Regions from separate parts of the Xenopus tropicalis genome. Here region 2 is linked to region 1. Evidence: chromatin contacts called from public Hi-C data. All regions are on one chromosome and are shown on one strand. The core of a region is the stretch at or near the end of the contact, and the rest is flanking DNA. Distances in the headings are between cores, read along the strand shown. Region 1 holds the start of cyp4f2 (cytochrome P450 family 4 subfamily F member 2). Region 2 holds the start of stpg1 (O(6)-methylguanine-induced apoptosis 2).

Evidence for each region. A called contact is a pair of places that touch in the nucleus more often than the background predicts.
Region 2: a contact with region 1 is called in a Hi-C map of neurula embryo, with 2.3 times the contacts expected there. The contact joins the promoter of stpg1 here to the promoter of cyp4f2 in region 1. A contact is called at or near these places in 3 of 5 Hi-C or Micro-C datasets (gastrula embryo, neurula embryo and tailbud embryo).

The regions. Positions count from the first base shown.
Region 1 is chr2:80,837,954-80,842,532 of UCB_Xtro_10.0, reverse strand. cyp4f2 (cytochrome P450 family 4 subfamily F member 2) reads left to right here and starts at 1,538. Exons shown (of 13, transcript NM_001016020.2): 1 at 1,538-1,576; 2 at 3,287-3,509. The coding sequence starts at 3,288.
Region 2 is chr2:81,031,338-81,036,549 of UCB_Xtro_10.0, reverse strand. stpg1 (O(6)-methylguanine-induced apoptosis 2) reads left to right here and starts at 3,400. Exons shown (of 8, transcript XM_031896897.1): 1 at 3,400-3,677. The coding sequence starts at 3,662. It overlaps nipal3 (NIPA-like domain containing 3), which reads right to left and starts at 2,358. Exons shown (of 12, transcript NM_001016927.2): 1 at 2,259-2,358.

The DNA of each region.
Region 1 (4,579 bases), core at 289-2,788:
CAATATTTATGCCCAGGGTAAATGTCCCACTTAACAAACGATACAGTTACCAATAAGAAATGTATTTTACCAAAATGATAGACGGCTACCTCATAATAAAAAAAAGCATAATACCCAATAATATCCATACACTCATAAGATAATAAACAATATATTATAGGAAAAAAAATTGAGAACATGATTCACCACCAGTTGATCCCATAGCATACATTTTAAGCAACTACTAATAACAGCGTAGGGCCCTTTAATTTAAAAAGACCAATGTTTGCTATAAATTAAGTAAAGGGTGGCATAACTTGCTAGTGCTACTGTATATAAATAAATTATGTTGATGATGACAGTTCAGGTATGGGACCTGTTATCCAGAATGCTTGGGACCTGGGGTTTTCCGCATAAGGGGTCTTTCCGTAATTCAGATCTCCTATCTTAAGTCTACTAATAAAATTATTATTTAAAATTAATTAAACCGAATAGGATTGTTTTGGCCCCAGTAAGGATTAATTATATCTTAGTTGGAACCAAATACATGCTACTGTTTTATTATTACAGAGAAAAGGGAAATCATTTTTAAAAATGTGAATTATTTGAATAAAATGGAGTCTATGGGAGATGGCCGTAATTCAGAATTTTCTGGATAATGGGTTTCCGGATAAGGGTTCAGATACCTGTACCTTATACTTGATACTAACTAAGCTACATAAATCCATATTAGTGGCAAAACAATTCAATTTTATCTTTAAATGTTTTTTTTAGCAGACTTAAAGGACAATGAAAGGTTAATATAAATTAAAAGTAAGTCTAAAGGCATTATTTTTAAGTACTTACTGCATATCTAAATTCCCAGATCCCTGCTTGCTTCTCTGAGATATGGTGCTGGCAGCCTACAGCAGTGTGAAGACTACAGTGACATCACTGAAATCTCTCTCCCCTTCCTGTAGGCTGCCAGCGGCAGCCTTCCTATTCTCTGAGCATGTGTGTAACTTGATCCTGTCTCCTGTTCTGAGCTACACATGCCCACCAGCCAATCAGAAGCGGATCTGCCAGAGGGGAGGGGGGGAGGGAATGAAACATGTGCAGTATGAAGCAAGGAGGGAAAGGAAGGGAGAATACCTTTTTAGAGATGGCTGCCTGTTCTAGAAAATGTGAAGTAAGTGTGACTGAGTAAATATTTGATTAGGTGAGCCAAAAGTGTGGTGTTTTTACTAAACAATAGGAGGACTATTGGGCAGTATGCTGTTTACATTTTGACTTGCATTCATTCTCCTTTAAGGTATGGTGAAATGATATGAAAATATCCCTTATGCACAATCCCTGATACAAAATATTCTGGATAACAGATCCAATACCTGTAAAGTGAAAATGTAACAGGACACAACTGCACTTTGAGATACACACCACTGTGAGGCAGCAATTCCCAACCAGTTCAGAGACAGATCTACACCTGTAAGATTGGCTGAAAGCAGGCCGTGCCCAGAGCAAAAGGCAGTGTAGGAAGTCAACAAACAAGATTCACAGAGGTGATTATATATTGTTGGAATATAGACTGTGTTTCTGCTGGATCTCTCCTGATTGCTAGGTAAGAAACTTCAATCCTTGTAACTGGCATAAATACTGATTCAGGAAAGGTTTATGGTTTATTTTACTTGAAACCAGTTATACTGTTAAATATTTTGTATGTAACTTATAAATTCAAAAGTGTGTTTCCCCTGTATGTGTGGAACCAATTTTTGAAACCCAGACTGTATTTATCAATTTGGGTATACATTTTCCATGCAAAATTCCAGCATAATTCCAAGACTGCTTTGAAAAAAAACAAAGATCTTCTATTGCTGTTTTTAAAGCTGGCAGGGATAATTATGATTCAGGAACATGACACCATACCTCCAAACTGTCCCGCAGTTTAACCCTCAGTCCCGTATTCTTACTGAAAAGTCCCTCATTTTCTTTTAATCTCCTACACTGAATGCTAAAAAATATACAAATTTAATTAAAAGTAGCTTTTGGCAGAGAGTCCAGAAATCTTAATGAGCATCACCTGCACTTAGAAACATTGTTTATCGCTTTTAGGCCGATGTCAGATGAGGTGTAGGGCAGATATTTTCGGCAAGCAGAAAAACGCTTGCAGAAAATACTGCCCTATGCCTCCAAAATGTGCCTGCACCTGATTGAATGGAATACGCTCGGGTGCAGGCACATGTAGCCGAAATATGCATAAAAACGTGAGGCTTTCAAACTCTTGTGTTTTTAAGCGTATTTCTGCTACATGTGCCTGCACCCGAGCTTATCCTGTTCATACAGGTGCAGGCACAAGTAGGAGGCATAGGGCGGGATTTTCGGGAAAGCACTTTTCCGCTTGCTGAAAATATCCGCCCTACGCCTCGTCCGGCATCAGCCTTAATTAAATAAGTAGGTTTTGGCAGAGAGCCCAGAAAGGTAAAAATCCCCACCTGCACTGAGACACAATTGTAACTAATAAGCTAAACAGGTCTCTTAGCGGAACTGAGACTTGCAGCATAAGGCTGATGCCACATGGGTGTATTCTCGGCAAGCTGAAAAACGCTTGCTGAGAATATGCTCCGCTACTGTAGGTTTCGCTTACCTTATGCCTGCACCCGAACGAATGAATGAAATACGCTCGGGTGCAGGCACATGTAGCCGATATCCACCAAAAAACGCAAGACTTTGTATCTTCGGCGGATATCGGCTACATGTGCCTGCACCCGAGCATATTTCATTCATTCGTATGGCAGTATTTTCGGCAAGCGGTTTTCCGATTGCCCAAAATATACGCCATACACTCAGTGTGGCATCAGCCTAAAGAGCAATTTCACCTTTTTCAGCAAAACTGTAATAACACATAAAACAGGACCCCAAAACCACCAGAAATGTGTTCAAACTTTAAATAACCTGCCAAATCTAGTCAAATGGGAGGGGCATTTAGTGCCCCTGAGCTAATGCCTGCCTAGCACTATAAAACTGTCTAAATCTGCTAATATCTCAGAAACTGCTTAAAAATAAAAAAATAAACATAAAGTGCAAAAGTGTTTAGAGGACTGATCTGAATATTTTTATATCAATTCATGTTTAGATCCCGTTTTAAATAAATACTGGCACAAATGTTTATTTATCGAATCATGATATGACTTTACTGCTGTGAACATAACAGCATTTAAGAAAATGATTTATTAGTAAACGACATATAAGACATGGTCAACCTACTATAGCGGCCAATCAGCAATCAGTTTTAAGTTTCTGCTTTTTCTTGTCTTTCTCTCTCTCACTTTAGGATGTTGCCGTTTTTGGACCATTTTCTGGACTCCCTAAATATGAGTCGCACATCTTTCCGAGTTTATATTTTTGCTGCTGTTATTCTCATGTTCTGTCTTATTATGTGTCGAACCATATTTAAGATGGCGACATACATTTATGCTTACATCATCAATGCCAGGCGTCTGCGTTGTTTTCCAGAGCCTCCAAGACGTAGCTGGCTTTTAGGACATTTAGGAATGGTAAGCATGCTAATTATGTTGGGTTGAAAAACCCAAAATACTGTTCTTCAACTTCAGCTTATTCTTTCTCTTCTTATTATTATTATTCTTAGCGCCCCCCATTTGCTAAACGCTACTCCTCCTACAGTTTTAGGGGTACAACACCCAAACTCCCCACACTTCTTCACCCTATAGCGGAGCAGGTTGCTTGTGCTTTTCTAAGCGATCCGGCCCCCCATCTTTTTGTGGCGCTGCTCCGAACCCCCCAATTTTCCCATTGACTTTGACAGGGAAGATTTTCAAACTGCTGCCACTCTTAAGCTGGCCATACACGTGGCGATCTGACAATGTTTAGTGCAACCGATAACATCGTCAGATCCGCCACACACCGTCAGGGCTGAAACAGCAGATAAGGAGGTAGAAACAATAGGATTTCTACCTCCTTCTGCCAATTCAGCCCTGACGGCAGATTTTGGTCAGGCGCCTTCTATGGCGCCCGATCAAAATTTTCTAACCTGGCCGATCGGCGAGTCGTCCGATATCAGCAGCTTCCTGCGATATCGGTCGACTTGCCGACATGCCATACACGCACCGAATATCGTACGAAACGAGGTTTCGTACGATAGTATCAGTGCGTGTATGGCCAGCTTTACAGCTTTGAAGCTACACCCCCCAAACTTGAATAACATAATCATGGGGTCACCCCGAACGAAATAGCGACATTTGTTGGATGACCCCCAGAGTGGGAGGGGCCAACAACAGCCAATCAAATTTCACTCATTGACTTTAATGGGGAAATTGAAACTGCTGCCAATCTTACAGCTTTGAGGCTTCACTCCCCAAACTTGAATCACATAGTCATGGGGTCAGCCTGAATGAAAATATGATGATTGTTGGATACCCAAAAGTGGGCAGAGCTGTGAACAGCCAATCAGATTTTACCTATTGACTTGTTGGAAATCCAACCTGCTGCCAGTCTCACAGTATTAACCCCAGGGTCCCCAAACTTTGCAGGGTTAGGCACCAGGTAACTGTGGTTCAAGGTTAGAAAAAGTGGGTGGAGCTGTGAACAGCCAATCAGATTTTACCTA
Region 2 (5,212 bases), core at 2,151-4,650, 190 kb before region 1:
ACCCACGAACGGGTCGAAATGAATCCGATTGCGTTTTTTTCGTAATGATCGGTATTTTGCGATTTTTTCGTATTTTTTGCGATTTTTTCGGCTTCTTTACGAATTTTTTGTTACCAATACGATTTTTGCGTAAAAACGCGAGTTTTTCGTAGCCATTACGAAAGTTGCGTAAAATCTGGCGATTTTTCGTAGCGTTAAAACTTGCGCAAAAAGTTGCGCTTTTACGCGCAACTTTGCACCTTTTAAAGTTTTAACGCTACGAAAAAGGCGCAACTTTTCGCGTAAGTTTTAACGCTACGAAAAAAGCGCAACTTTTTACGCAACTTTCGTAATGGCTACGAAAAACTTGCGTTTTTACGCAAAAATCGTATTGGTAACGAAAAATTCGTAAAGAAGCCGAAAAAATCGCAACAAATACAAAAAAGTCGCAAAATGTTCGTTTTCAAGTCGGAACTTTTCCAATTCGGGTCGGATTCGTGGGTTAGTAAATCAGCCCCCAAGTGTTATAAGTGGCATGCACAGCACATCAGGGCGAATTTTTAGGTCACTCCCACTTTTTGCTAGGCTACACCCACACTGTAAAATACAGATGAAAGATTAATATGTGACATGCCGTTCGTGCGTACAGCCAATTTAAACCAAGCCCACTTGCATGCTGTCACTGAACAATCAAACAGTTACAGAATGCTGTATGCATATATATGTGCCTAATCAGCTTTTGTGAAAAATTATAAATTACTGTGACAGGTTCAACAGACATAATAATAGGCAAAAGGTGATTTTTTTTTTAGTGACGCTAATAGCTATCCTCTACTATCGGTTTCACCAGACTGAGAATCTATGGATTCTGACAAGAGAGGCTGCTGCAAGATGCCAATGGCAGTCACTATTTAGTGAGGTGGTAAGGGACTGTTTGGGTCTCTGTGTACTTGAAATGCCAGGGCATATTTTGAATCCCAGTTCAGGCCTGGGTTTCACTGTTAAATTGCATACAAATATACCAACGTAAAATAAATACAGTGTCACTTTGATGCATAATGCCCCAGAATACTCAGGCCCAGTGCTAAGAATACTGCATAATTGCAGTGCCAGTGTCAGTTGTATTCACCTTTTGCCATGTATAATGTTGCCTGAACACACTGCAGAATTAATAGAATAATGGATAATGCCCTTAGAGGATATGACAGAATAAATACACTGCCCATTTCCTTGTTTATTACCCAGTGGCATAAGAAGATACTGGGCCTCAAAGCAAAATCATTTTAAAGTCCCTTAAACTTCAGGAAAAATACATTTTTATGACCATATATTAACTATTATGGCCAGAGCACATAGCAGAAAAACACAATACCATTTCAAGGCATAATGCCAATAGAACACGAGAAATAAATTGCCAGTTCTATGTTTTATACCCCCAGAACACATGGCAGAATACTTAAAGTGCTAATTCTGTATATCACTGTTCCCCAACCAGTGGCTGGTGAGCAACATGTTGCTCATCAACCTCTAGGATGTTGCTCCCAGTGGCCTCAAAGTAGGTGCTATTTTTTGAATTTCTTGTAAGGAGGCAAATTTTGATTGCATAAAAACCAAGTATAATGCCAAACAGAGCCTTCTGTAGGCTGCCTGTCCACATAGGGACTATTAGGTAGCTAATTATAGCTCTTATTGGCACCCCCAGGAACTTTTCCATTCTTGTGTTGCTCCCCAACACATTTTCCATTTAAATGTGGCTCACGGGTATAAAAGGTTGGGGATCCCTGCCGTATATAATACCTCCAGTACACAAGGCAGAATAAAATTAGTGCCAACTCCCTGTTTAATGCCCAGAACACAAGGCAGAATAAATGCAGTGCAAATTCTATATTTAATAACCCCAGAACACACATCAGAATACTCACAGTGCCAATTCCATACATAATACCCCCAGGACACATTGCAGAACATATACAGTGCCAATTCCATATAAAGTAGAACACATGCCAGAATAAAAGCAGCGGCAATTATGTGTATAATACATGGAATCAGCGCCCTCCACCCCACCCCGTTTTGATGTGCCTGGTACACTTAACCATTCAGAGATTACTTAACATGCAGAGACTTTGTGCTATCTCAAGATCAAAACCTCTTTATGGTAAGGACAATATACATAACCTTCCATCCAGTGATGTAACTACTTGTCCCCACATCAAAACAATTTTCGACCCCCCCCAAACTTTAGGGAAAGCCATTTTTCTTAATGTACTGAAACTGCTTACCAGTCAATGTTCCAGAGCGCCCCCTACACAACCAACAGTCATCCGCTTCCGCCGCAGTTACTTCCCTGCTTTGATCATGTATAAGCAAGTCGGCTTCTTGCCACATACACATCTACAAAAAGATACATACGAATAGTTTTGAAGGGATTACCATTAGTTCCATTAGAGATACAAAGTTTTTTGCTTGTAACGTTTTACTTAAGGCTCAATCCCCCCAAACCATATACATTCACAAAGAACGTAAGAGCCTCTTCCTCACCTGCTTCTTCTCTCTACATCACTCACCGTCCGCATTCATAAACAGAATAACCTTACTTATCTGGTTGGATAATGCAGCTGTCAGTTACACACCCTTTGAGAGCGATCGGCATTTGATTGGTTCAAAGCCCCGCACCCAGCTCTTAAGGTGAATAGTCCGTCATGTCTGGAACTTAAACCAGGAAGTACAAGCGAAGGTGTTCTAGTGCTGCTCTCTTGTGATCGATATTTGCTGTAACAACTTAGTTACAACGCACAAACGTACTGACACGCATTCACACCCTATGTTAATGGACATCTGTCCCCAAATCGGAACATTTATCCTAGTATTATAGTATCCTTCATTATTGCAATAAAATACTGTTGGTTACAATTCGCAGGCAATTTAATTTTATTTAATTCTTTTCCACAGTAGGCATTTTCAGTTTCTGAAAGTGGGTTTGCCAATTTCAATTAATTATCACCAGGGACACTCACTGTAAGACAGGCAGAGGGATGGGGTATGAAAAACAACGTTTTGTGTAACATGCTGGTATGTGGCTGCTAGAGATTTATTCTACGTCACTTTGTACTCGAATTGACAACTCACTGCTTGCCTGCAATGGAAAGGGATGGGAGAACTGGGCAAGGTTCAAAAGATTATCAGCGCATTTGATAAGAATTCCTTTAATGCATATGCCTGGGGAAGGGAGCATTGGATTAAAAAAGGAATGGGATGCAGCAAGCCTCAGAAAAGACAACACTAGAAGCCGAGAAACCGTTCTGTAAGATGTGAAATGTACCCCTGCGTCAGTCAAAGCACAGCTGTGTACGCATGTCGGTGACGTGGTAACCAGCTGTCTGAGCGAATGGGTGCACTAAACATTGGCTGAGCAAGATGGCTGCCAGTGAACTTCCGCTTCTTATTTGCGCGGCACTATACAAAGTTTAAAGCAGCCAAACTTACTCTTTCTGGCTCAGGAAAACTGCAGCTACAATGTAGTCCGATAATCATTTGCGGTACTTAGGAAAATAGCTGAGGTTTGTGGATTCGATGTAACTGGCAGTGTTGGGTGTAGCATCATGGCCGGATATGGGTGTGCCATTAGGTTGCTAAGCAACCCTGCTACACATAGAAGTGACATGGTGCGTGGGGTGCGTTCAGAATGGTAGCAGTGGAAGGTATGTTTCACATGTGAGGGGAAATTTCAGATTGAAATGATGCATACTGTGTTAGTGTGAAAACGTGTAACGTAACTGGGGTATATGCAAAAGTTATATATGTATATGTGTTGTTTTTCAAGTCAATATGTTTATATATTATTCCTAAATTTAAAAAATGAATTCCGTGGTGGCCCTGTTTTTTACCTTCAGGGACTGTCGGCAAAAGGTGTTGGGGTACATAAACCATGAGGTGGTTTTGTTGCTGCAATGCTGTGAATTTAATTACATTTCCTATTCCTGGACTGCAGAGCACTTCTTGGGTTGAATCTTAAACTGAACACACACAAAAAATCACAATTTTATTGTTCATGTGACAAGTCACATCAAAATTGTTTTCCCCATTGGAGGTGTTCTGTTAGGGTGAACAGTTTTGATATGATAGATGCTCTTTAATGCTGTCTAATTGATCTTGTCATTAACAACACAGGGTTTTTCAGATTCTATTTTTTATGGTTATAGCGACATCTGTTGGCTGATCTGGCTAAACAGACAATTAAAATTATTTACATTTCGTTTTTCTACCCTCTTCTTTATATACATGTTTTTAAAGGAGACATATCCTATAAAAATTATGAATGTACCAATGAATTATACTCCTCTAGATATAGAAGGATTGTGCTTAAAAAAGTTGTGTTTCTGACTGATTTATTGAGAAATCCACCCAAAACCCCACTAGCCCCGCCCATCTGTGCCACTTCCTGCTGGCTGAATTCTCTGGATGAGCTGGGGAGCCGGCGGCCCTCCATACCCTGCACTGTAGGATAGGAACCAATCAGCAGCTAGGCTGACCTGATAGGGAACTGAAGCCTGTCTTTGCTTGTGTGATTGCAGGGCTGTGATTGGCTCTCCCCCTCCTACTGTGCTTCTGGCAGGGACTGTTAGGACACACCCACTCTCCATTTCAAACTTGGGCAGAGAAGAGATAGGATCTATAGGGAGCTCCAATAAAGGGGCCATTGTTACAGATAGGATTAATGTTTAGCCCAAAGGGAAACCAGCACCGAATATTATTCATAATTGCCTACAGGGTTAGGGGTTTCCCATTTATCAAATATGTCTCCTTTAATAAAGTTCTTAGTAACTGACAAATCTCACACCTCTTTTTGCAATAAATGATTTGCTCCACCCGAAATCTATTTTTGCATACTGAAAGAAAATGTAATTCTAGACAACTTTCCTATATACGGTAATTATGTTTTTTCAGTGTTTTAAAAGCTATCTGTAAATGTATTTGCAGTGTCGCAAGCCAGCCAGCCAACCAGCCAGGTTTTATTTTTTTTAAAAAAAAGCTGCTACACTAGGCACAGGCCTTTGGGTGCCTATATATAAATAAGACCCTGATGCTCACCCTGTAACATACAATTAGGTGTTAACTTATTTATTAAAAATCAAATCACACCCCAAAGCTGATTTCATCATCTTATCTCCTACATGTCCTTAGGTACAGAAATAAAACATTGTGAATATGAATGATGGGTCTTCTGAGCAGTTTA